Regions from separate parts of the Danio rerio genome. Here region 1 is linked to region 2. The links are chromatin contacts, called in public HiChIP or PLAC-seq maps. All regions are on one chromosome and are shown on one strand. The core of a region is the stretch at or near the end of the contact, and the rest is flanking DNA. Distances in the headings are between cores, read along the strand shown.

The links. HiChIP or PLAC-seq counts read pairs in DNA pulled down with a chosen protein or histone mark.
Region 1: an H3K4me3 HiChIP or PLAC-seq map of gastrula embryo shows a contact between it and region 2, with 3 times the contacts expected there. The contact joins the promoter of ptmab here to the promoter of dlg1b in region 2. A contact is called at or near these places in 2 of 4 datasets of contacts at active chromatin or transcription factors (embryo and gastrula embryo).

Annotation. Positions count from the first base shown.
Region 1 is chr2:5,451,039-5,455,274 of GRCz12tu, forward strand. ptmab (prothymosin alpha b) reads right to left here and starts at 1,657. Exons shown (of 5, transcript NM_001098730.1): 1 at 1,515-1,657. The coding sequence starts at 1,559.
Region 2 is chr2:5,304,134-5,308,088 of GRCz12tu, forward strand. It overlaps dlg1b (discs large MAGUK scaffold protein 1b), which reads right to left and starts at 1,776. Exons shown (of 22, transcript NM_001012388.1): 1 at 1,649-1,776. The coding sequence starts at 1,750.

The DNA.
Region 1 (4,236 bases), core at 407-2,906, 150 kb after region 2:
AACACGCTGTATCAAAGATACACGCTGGATAATTCAAATATACAGGGTTGTGGTTCCCACAAGCGGATTTCGAACTCTAATGAAGGACAAAGAAGCGCAGGCATGGCTTTCACAATCTCTTCATCCCCCGAACACGACAGAGTTCGGCATGCCCGCCACCGCCGCCGTCACGTTAACCTGGATTTCGTTCGCGCAGTCGCAGAATTGACAAGAAATCTTCCGCGCAAAAACACACACACACACACACACAACCTGTCATAATGTCAGAATATCATGTGCTTATCGCATTAGCGCTGACGGGTCTCGTTTCAATGTAAGCACACAAAGAGCTGTTAAATGAGTCTTACCCATGCAAATATTTTCATTAATTCGTTTATATAATCTTTAGCCCTTAAGCCGTTTATCAACCACATCAACTAGGACCGCCCCCTTAAATTCACCGACGTCCCTGGCTTCAAACTAGTAAACCAACAAGCCCACGTTGCCGTTACACACGGAAAAATGTAAACTATTGAGAAATATATTAGACAGATTTTGGGGGGGACTCGCACATCAAGCGCCCCTGTGAGTTTAAAGGGCTTTCAGGTACGAGACACCACGAGTAGAATATTAAAGATATGTCTGTGTAAAATATTAAACAGGAAATAAAATGTATATACATTTCACTTTTATTATCCGTACAATGAAATGGGTTAGCCCATTCCGGCGGTGAAATCCGATGGACTGCAGCGTCGATTCAAGTTCCGCGTATCGGCTGCATCAGAATCAATCGGAGTTTGCCACAACAGTGGGTACTTACAATAAATCACTAGACTATTAAACGTTCATGATTCTTCATTTCACAACTGTTTGTGATTTAATTGTGTACTATTTAATTTCGACTGAAGCACCATGGAGCCAGGGATAAACCGGTAAACTTTCAGCCCCGAAGCGACCTACCTACCCATCAACGCGGCTTTGGAAACCCGCGGTAATGCATGTTTGCTACAAACTAACCCTTAATGAATGAACGGATTGGGGAATAAACGTCTAGTCAAAACGCTGCACGAAGCCTACCCAAGCCATAAAATCATACCCACAAACAAAATGCGAGTAATTTGTGTAACAAATATGCTTAAGAGCTGGAACGCGAAATGCAAAGAGTGGCAGGTTTAAGGATTTATCACGGTTGTCGTCCGCAGCTCACATCGCCGCTGTTCAAAGGGGAACCGACACGCTTGTATAAACAAAGAACCCGCGCGCGCAGACTGTTACATTCCGGACAATGAGAAATTGCGTTCGAATGTGTTCCAGTTCCGAACGCGCTACAATGTATCCATTTACATTCCTCGTCAATTTAAATCTCCCACGGAGCCGTTATCGAACACTTTTCTTTTAATCTTTAAAAAAAAGGATCAACGGCTCTTTCCGGCTCCAGCCAAAAATAGACTCCGCGTTCACGTTCAATCTGAACTAGAACAACAAATGTAAGAGTGAACGACCATTTCGTTCATTTATCCGCGTGGTGTTCTTACCTTTGCGGAGATTTCCGTTGCGGAGTCAACCTTTGCATCTGCCATAATTAATGTTGTGTATCAATAGAATTGGAGCGCAGGAAAATGCGAGAATAATCCGCCTGTGTCCCCCGACAATCACTATTGTAATGAAGCTTTCTTATGCCGACGGCATGTGATGAAGGAGCCTTTAATATAGATTTGTAGGCGGAGCATTAGAGGCGGGTGCATGCGTTTGATAGGCCAACACGCTCCATAGGGCGTGTCTTCAGCGCAGTAGAGTGGAACAATGGAAAGCTAAACGTAAAAAGACACACCCCCAGCCGGCCAACAGAGAGGACACACCTCCTACCTCCGCTTTTCTCGCATACAGACACATCTGTGCACCGCAATTTTACATTTTCCTCAACAAAAGTGTGGACACGACATACTAACTCTTACGTTTGATGTTCTTGTGAGCTCATTAAGTCTTTTACGTAGCAAACGTCTCCTATCCACTGGCGTTTAAACGTTCCTGACCCCTAAATCACCCCCAAACACGACACCTTCATGTTTGGTAGATGTGTAGTCAACATTTGGAAAAGTGAATCACGTTAGAGAAATGTTTTTAAAGCGGTGATGGGGTGGAATTTGGGAAGCGGTGTGTTTTCATGCCAGATGCAGCCCCTCCCCTTTCCGTGAATTTCGCACTAAACTTAGCACTAGTTAAAAAGCAAAAACACCTCTTTCTCTCTTTCATCTGATAAATTAAATGAGAAGAAGCACACATGCTAAAACATCACCGGAAATGTCGAGTTTGTTGCATGAACTACTTCGCAACAAGACGGACAAGTTTATGGTAATAATCTTATATTGTTTACCCCATTAAAAACCTAACAACACGGTGTAAGGTGCATCTGCTAGCGTTCTTTTTTTTTGAAGTCTTTCAATGGCATTTCTCAATTTGGACTCACGCATTTAAAAACCTCAAACTACACGCGTCTCATCCTTTATCATCCGGGATGAGTTGCATTTAAACAAAGCAGAAGCCATAACCTCGCCGGCGAACATAGAGGGGAGGGGAATTACAGAGACTTCATCATAACCTACATTCAAATTCTACTTTGATGACGAGTCTTATTGCGGGCGCGCGCATCTGATTGGTTGTCGAGACGATTTGTGTTGACGGTTGACGCTTTGCGCGCAACTATTGGACGCCTGAGACGTCAATAAAAGAAATGACCCACAGTACGCGGGAAAGCCTGGAAAGTGGATTCGGAAAGATCCCTGGCCTGGAAAGCGGTTTATAAGAAGAGCCAAGGTGGGCGTTTGTAAATAAGTGCTGTGGCATCACAGTTTGGGGATAAATATGTACACTTTTGAAATGACAAAGAGGAAGGCCTTGTTTATGAACTAAATTAACAAATATTGACGAATAAATAATGATTTTGCTGTAGGCTAAAATTAGACTGATACTAAAAGCTTGGCACACCTAGCAAAAACCTGTTCAACTAACACATGCAGGCCATCCTGCCAATCTAAACAGATAGAATGGGAAAAATACGTTTGCTAATAAGACAGATAAGCTATAAAGGACATCATCAACTAATAACAATAGCATTTAATAACAAAACTTAATAACAATAATACAAATATATCATATATATATATATATATATATATATATATATATATATATATATATATATATATATATATATACCTTTTTTTTTCTAAAATACTTTTTCAAAACATTAACTTATGTTATGTTGTAAAATTACTATGAAAGCTTTTAATTTGTATATTGGGGGATTTTCATTGATTAATTTTATTTTCAGCTTAGTCCCTTTATTAATCAGGGGATTAATCGACATATGTTCTACACAGCAGATGCCGCAACCCATCACTGGGAAACATCTATGCACACTTATTCACACACATACACTACAGCCAATTCACCTATAGTGCATGTCTTTGGACTTGTGGGGAAACAAAAGCACCCAGAGGAAACCCAAGCCAACAGAGGGACAACATACAACCTCCGCACAGAAATACCAACTGACCCAGCCGAGGCTCGAACCAGCGACCTTCTGGCTGTGCGGCGACAATGCTACTCAATGGGCCAGCGTCACGCCGTTAGGGATTTTTTTTTATTATATATAAAAGTATTTCAAAATATATTTCAAGGAAAATACATTAACAGCTGACAGACGATTATCAGGTCTAAAACTGTAACAGACAAAAGTTACAGCTATATTTGTACAGCTGTACATGTACACTCACCGGCCACTTTATTAGGTACACCTTACTAGTACCATGTTGGACTCTCTTTTGCCTTCAGAACATCCTTAATCCTTCGTGGCATAGATTCAAGAAGGTAATGAAAATATTCCTCAGAGATTTTGCTCCATATTGACATGATAGCATCATGCGGTTGCTGCAGATTTGTCGGCTGCAAATCTATGATGTGAATCTCCGGTTCCACCACATCCTAAAGGTGCTCTATTGGATTGACATCTGGTGATTGTGAAGGCCAATTGAGTACAGTGAACTCTTTGTCATGTTTAAGAAACCAGTCTGAGATGATTCACACTTTATGACATGCCACGTTATCCTGCTGGAAGTAGTCATCAGAAGAGGGGTACGCTGTGTTCATAAAGGTATGGACATGGTCAGCAACAATACTCAGGTAGGCTGTGGCGTTGACATGTTGCTCAATTGGTACTAACGGCCCAAAATATGCCAAGAAAATATCCCCCACACC
Region 2 (3,955 bases), core at 526-3,025:
CTAAACCAAGTTATGTCAAGTTGTCAACTGTGCACTAGTTTAAAGTTCCATGTATGTACACCGAGGCTAATACGCACTCACCGGATTAACTATAGCAGTGGCCAGTCCCATAACAAGTCTTTTCAGCTTGCAAGTTTGTTATTTTTAATGTAATAATATATGACAATATGTGCGCACAAGCGCAGCAACACACTTGCGTCTTTCTGGGTGCACACAGTAGAAAACATCTTACGGTGAGAGTTGTGCGTGCCTTTCAGTGCAATGTTAACAACATATATGTTAGACGAGTTATTATTAAAATGATTGTGCTGTATGTATGAACGCAGAAGGCAACAACGAGCCTGATCTCATGAGAAAACGTAAGTATTTTACGTTTTCCCAGTTTAGTGGCTAATTCGTACGAATTCGTACGAGTTCAGTCGTATGAAATGGTACGATCTTAAAAAGGAGGCGTGGCACCTAACCCCACCCCTAACCCCAACCGTCATTGGGGGATAAGCAAATCGTACTAAATTGTACGAATTAGAAAGGATGAATTCATACGAATTAGCCACTAAATGAAAAAGTTACGAATTGCCGTGAGATAGTGTTGCAACAACAGTTATTCTAAATAGCTACTTACCTCATATAAAGCTTGAATTTACATTAGACGTGATAACCGTGAACCCATGATTATTCTTTAGACTATATAATCGTACAACCATAATTGTGATGCAGTTTAAAAAAATAAAACATGAATGTGTCTTAAAGTAGAAAAAGCCTACTTGAGCAATGCACTGCTTTTGCTGTGCTCTGATATACAACATTTGAACATGTTTGTAAACAAGAAAAGTCTATTGTACAGTGCACTGATATTATGTAGTTTCAAAATACAACATATTCATATTTTAATGTAGAAAAAGCCAACGTGGGTGTCTTAAGGAGAAAATAAACAGCATATGGGCTCTTATATGCAGTTGTGTTATCACTCATAAAGCAAGTCATATCTCTCCGGCCCTTCATTTGGGATGCTTTTCATGAACCGGCCCCCGTGACAAACTAATTGAATAGCCCTGTCCTATACATTTAGTCAAACACAAACGAGAAAAAAACCTAAATGAAAGAACCTAATTAGCACACCGTTCCCTACACCCCTTAAATTGTCTAAAGAAAGACGAGCTATTAGTTCATGGGAGCCAAATCTGGCCTACTTATATTTCAACACTTGATCATCCTATACATTTAGACAAACACAAACAATTAAAAGCCTAAAAGAAAGAACCTAGCTGTCCTAACCTAACATAAATTGTTTAAGAAGAGACTAAAAGGCAATAAATCTGCTGTACGCCAACTCTCTTACATCTAGAAGACAACTCCTCTCATCTCATCAACTTTTCAATTATGTGTGCCTTAAAAGAAATTCAGTCCATGAACGTGTTATGCCAGATCTCTCTGCAAGAATAAGTCTACTTCTGAAGTCTGCTAGATCTCGAAGAGAACTCTTATCTCATCAAGTTGATTGCATGTGCCTCGGGAGTTCCAACTGGCAGCAGTACCAAGCATTTTGGCTGCCACTCTTGGCTACACCTTGATGTAAAGCTGGACAGACTCTCACAGACTGTCCTGTCCTGTGAATTAAGCGAACCTGAGAAGCAGCTCCACCACCCACCTTGCATCCGAACATGAGTGAGATGGTGCTGTTGGTGCAGGCCACTTTGCAGTGGCACAGCATGGGCGAGAAGCAGTCCAACTTCTTGATGCTGGGAGACATTTTCTCGCCGCTGTGGCAGCTGAGCCGATCAGCCAGCGAAGAGCCGGAGACTCGCCGGCGCGAGCGATACTTGCTCCTGCCTCTCCGGCCACCTCCTGCTCCTCCACCACCACCTCCTCCTCCTCCTGCCCCTCCACTGCTGCTGCTGCTGCCCGCTCTCACCATCCACCCTCATTCCTCGTCTCACTCCATCACGCCAGGGAAGGGACAGCCAGTCTGCTTCCTTCATCCAGCGAGTTTGTCCACACGCCCCCTTCTCCTTCACCGCTGCTCCGGTCTTCCTCAGAGCCTTTCGTCTTCTGCTTCACTGGCTTGCGAGATCCGTCCCTCCACCTTTCACAGCTGTGAGTCACGGTGGAGATGTTTGCACGGAGGCCTCATGCCGAGTGCATGCATCCGTGAAGGAACAGCTTTCGGGACCTTTTGGTCATCGCCAAGAAGACACCACACAACTGCTGCGTTCCCCCAAAAGGGAAGGTGAAGAATGCCACAGTTTGAACAACGCAGCGAGTTGTGAGGAGAACGCGGGAAGAGGAGGAGAGCTGTGAGGGGAGGGAGGGAGGGATAAAGCTGTTGCAGCGCGTGGGGTTTGTCACATGGACGTCGAGTTGGGTTGAGTCTCTCTCTCTGTCTCATCCTCGGCGTGGGTGCTCTACGTCACCCAATACATTGAGGGGAAGGCAAAAAAATAAAAAGCCAAGGCAGTAACAGTGAGATGGAGAGGAGCAGCAAATGAACATCCTCAGGGAGCACAGCCTCGCATGCAGGAGGAGGAGCGATGTTGGAGTGACTTACAGCACGTTTGCACAGTGGAGAGAAAAGGGGGAGGGGAGCGTCGAGCCTGGCCAATAAGATGACGGAATGTCATTGGCAGCTGACTGGACAGTGGATGTGACCTTCTGAGAATGGCTCCATTTCTTGATGGGATCCCTACGGTGGAGAGAGTGAGCTGGCAGAAAGATGCTTAAGCTTAATTTCTCCATTACTTCTGATTTGATTAGGCCGACCATGAAATGGTCACATAGGACAAACCGCTCGGGTCACTGGCTTTTAAGGGGCAGTGATGTTGGGGGAGGGTCGGCAATGACAAAGATCTCTGCCGTGACTTTGCTTTAGGAAATTTTTAAATCAGCAGTCAAGCTAAGAGGGATGTGGCAAAATGCTGCCATACTCGCTAATCTAATCCTCACCGCTAATAAGATCCTGTTCTCGCACAGCGTGCACATGCATCTGCTATATTCTGCCAGTGAGGCAATCCTCAAGGCCATTTAATATTAAACATTTTGGACATTTTAGTTACTTCTCTCATGCTGACCTACATAACGTGCAAAAGTCAAAGACTCTGAGCCAGTAGTACTACTAACGTCAATTACCCCTATTTTACGTACAATACTTGGGTTGTCAGTGTGCCTCACTGTCCAAAGTGTGACTCAGATCCTGCCGTTCTCGTAATGTATGCGTCACTCAGCGTGCAACACGACTAACACTGGCTAAGTCCATTCAAGGATCATCCGAATGCTCGTATGAAGCATCACGAAAACGCTCATGACACGACTGCACGGACATATAAATATAGTTGGTCTTACTTTAGAATACTATTTTTGTGGCAACAATTTCTCAATGAACGTCACAGAGTCATGAATCTGAGAAGGGAATAGAGTCAGTTTCACAAACAAGGTTTAAGGCTAGTCGAGATTAAATTGCATGTTTGAGCTGTCTCAACTCAAAATAACTTTCAGAGAGATGTCTTAAAATCTGTCAGTGTCATTTTTTTGTCTCCAGGCGCACTCCAGTAATATATTTTTCTAAGGCCATTTTAATAAATGTGGCTTAAATAGCCATGGTCCTGGCTTACTCTAAGCCCTGCTTGTGAAACTGGGCCTTAAAGTCTTAAAGGTGTATAGTTCTTCACCCATCAAATTGGCATACTCCAAATAGAGCTGGGCGATATGGCCAAAATGCAATCTCTGTAATTATTTTCCATATTAAACGATAACGATATATTTTGATATTAGTTGTTTAATGATTTCAGATTCAAAAGAGTACCCCAAAAATGACTGAAGCCAAAAAAATTAAAGTTCCATTAAATGGTATAACATGCACTGTAAAAAATAAACGTTATTTTACTGGTAATTGTCTGTATTTTTTACGGAATTTTTCAGTTTTTTCATTATACAGTGAAATACCTGGTGTTTTAAAGATATG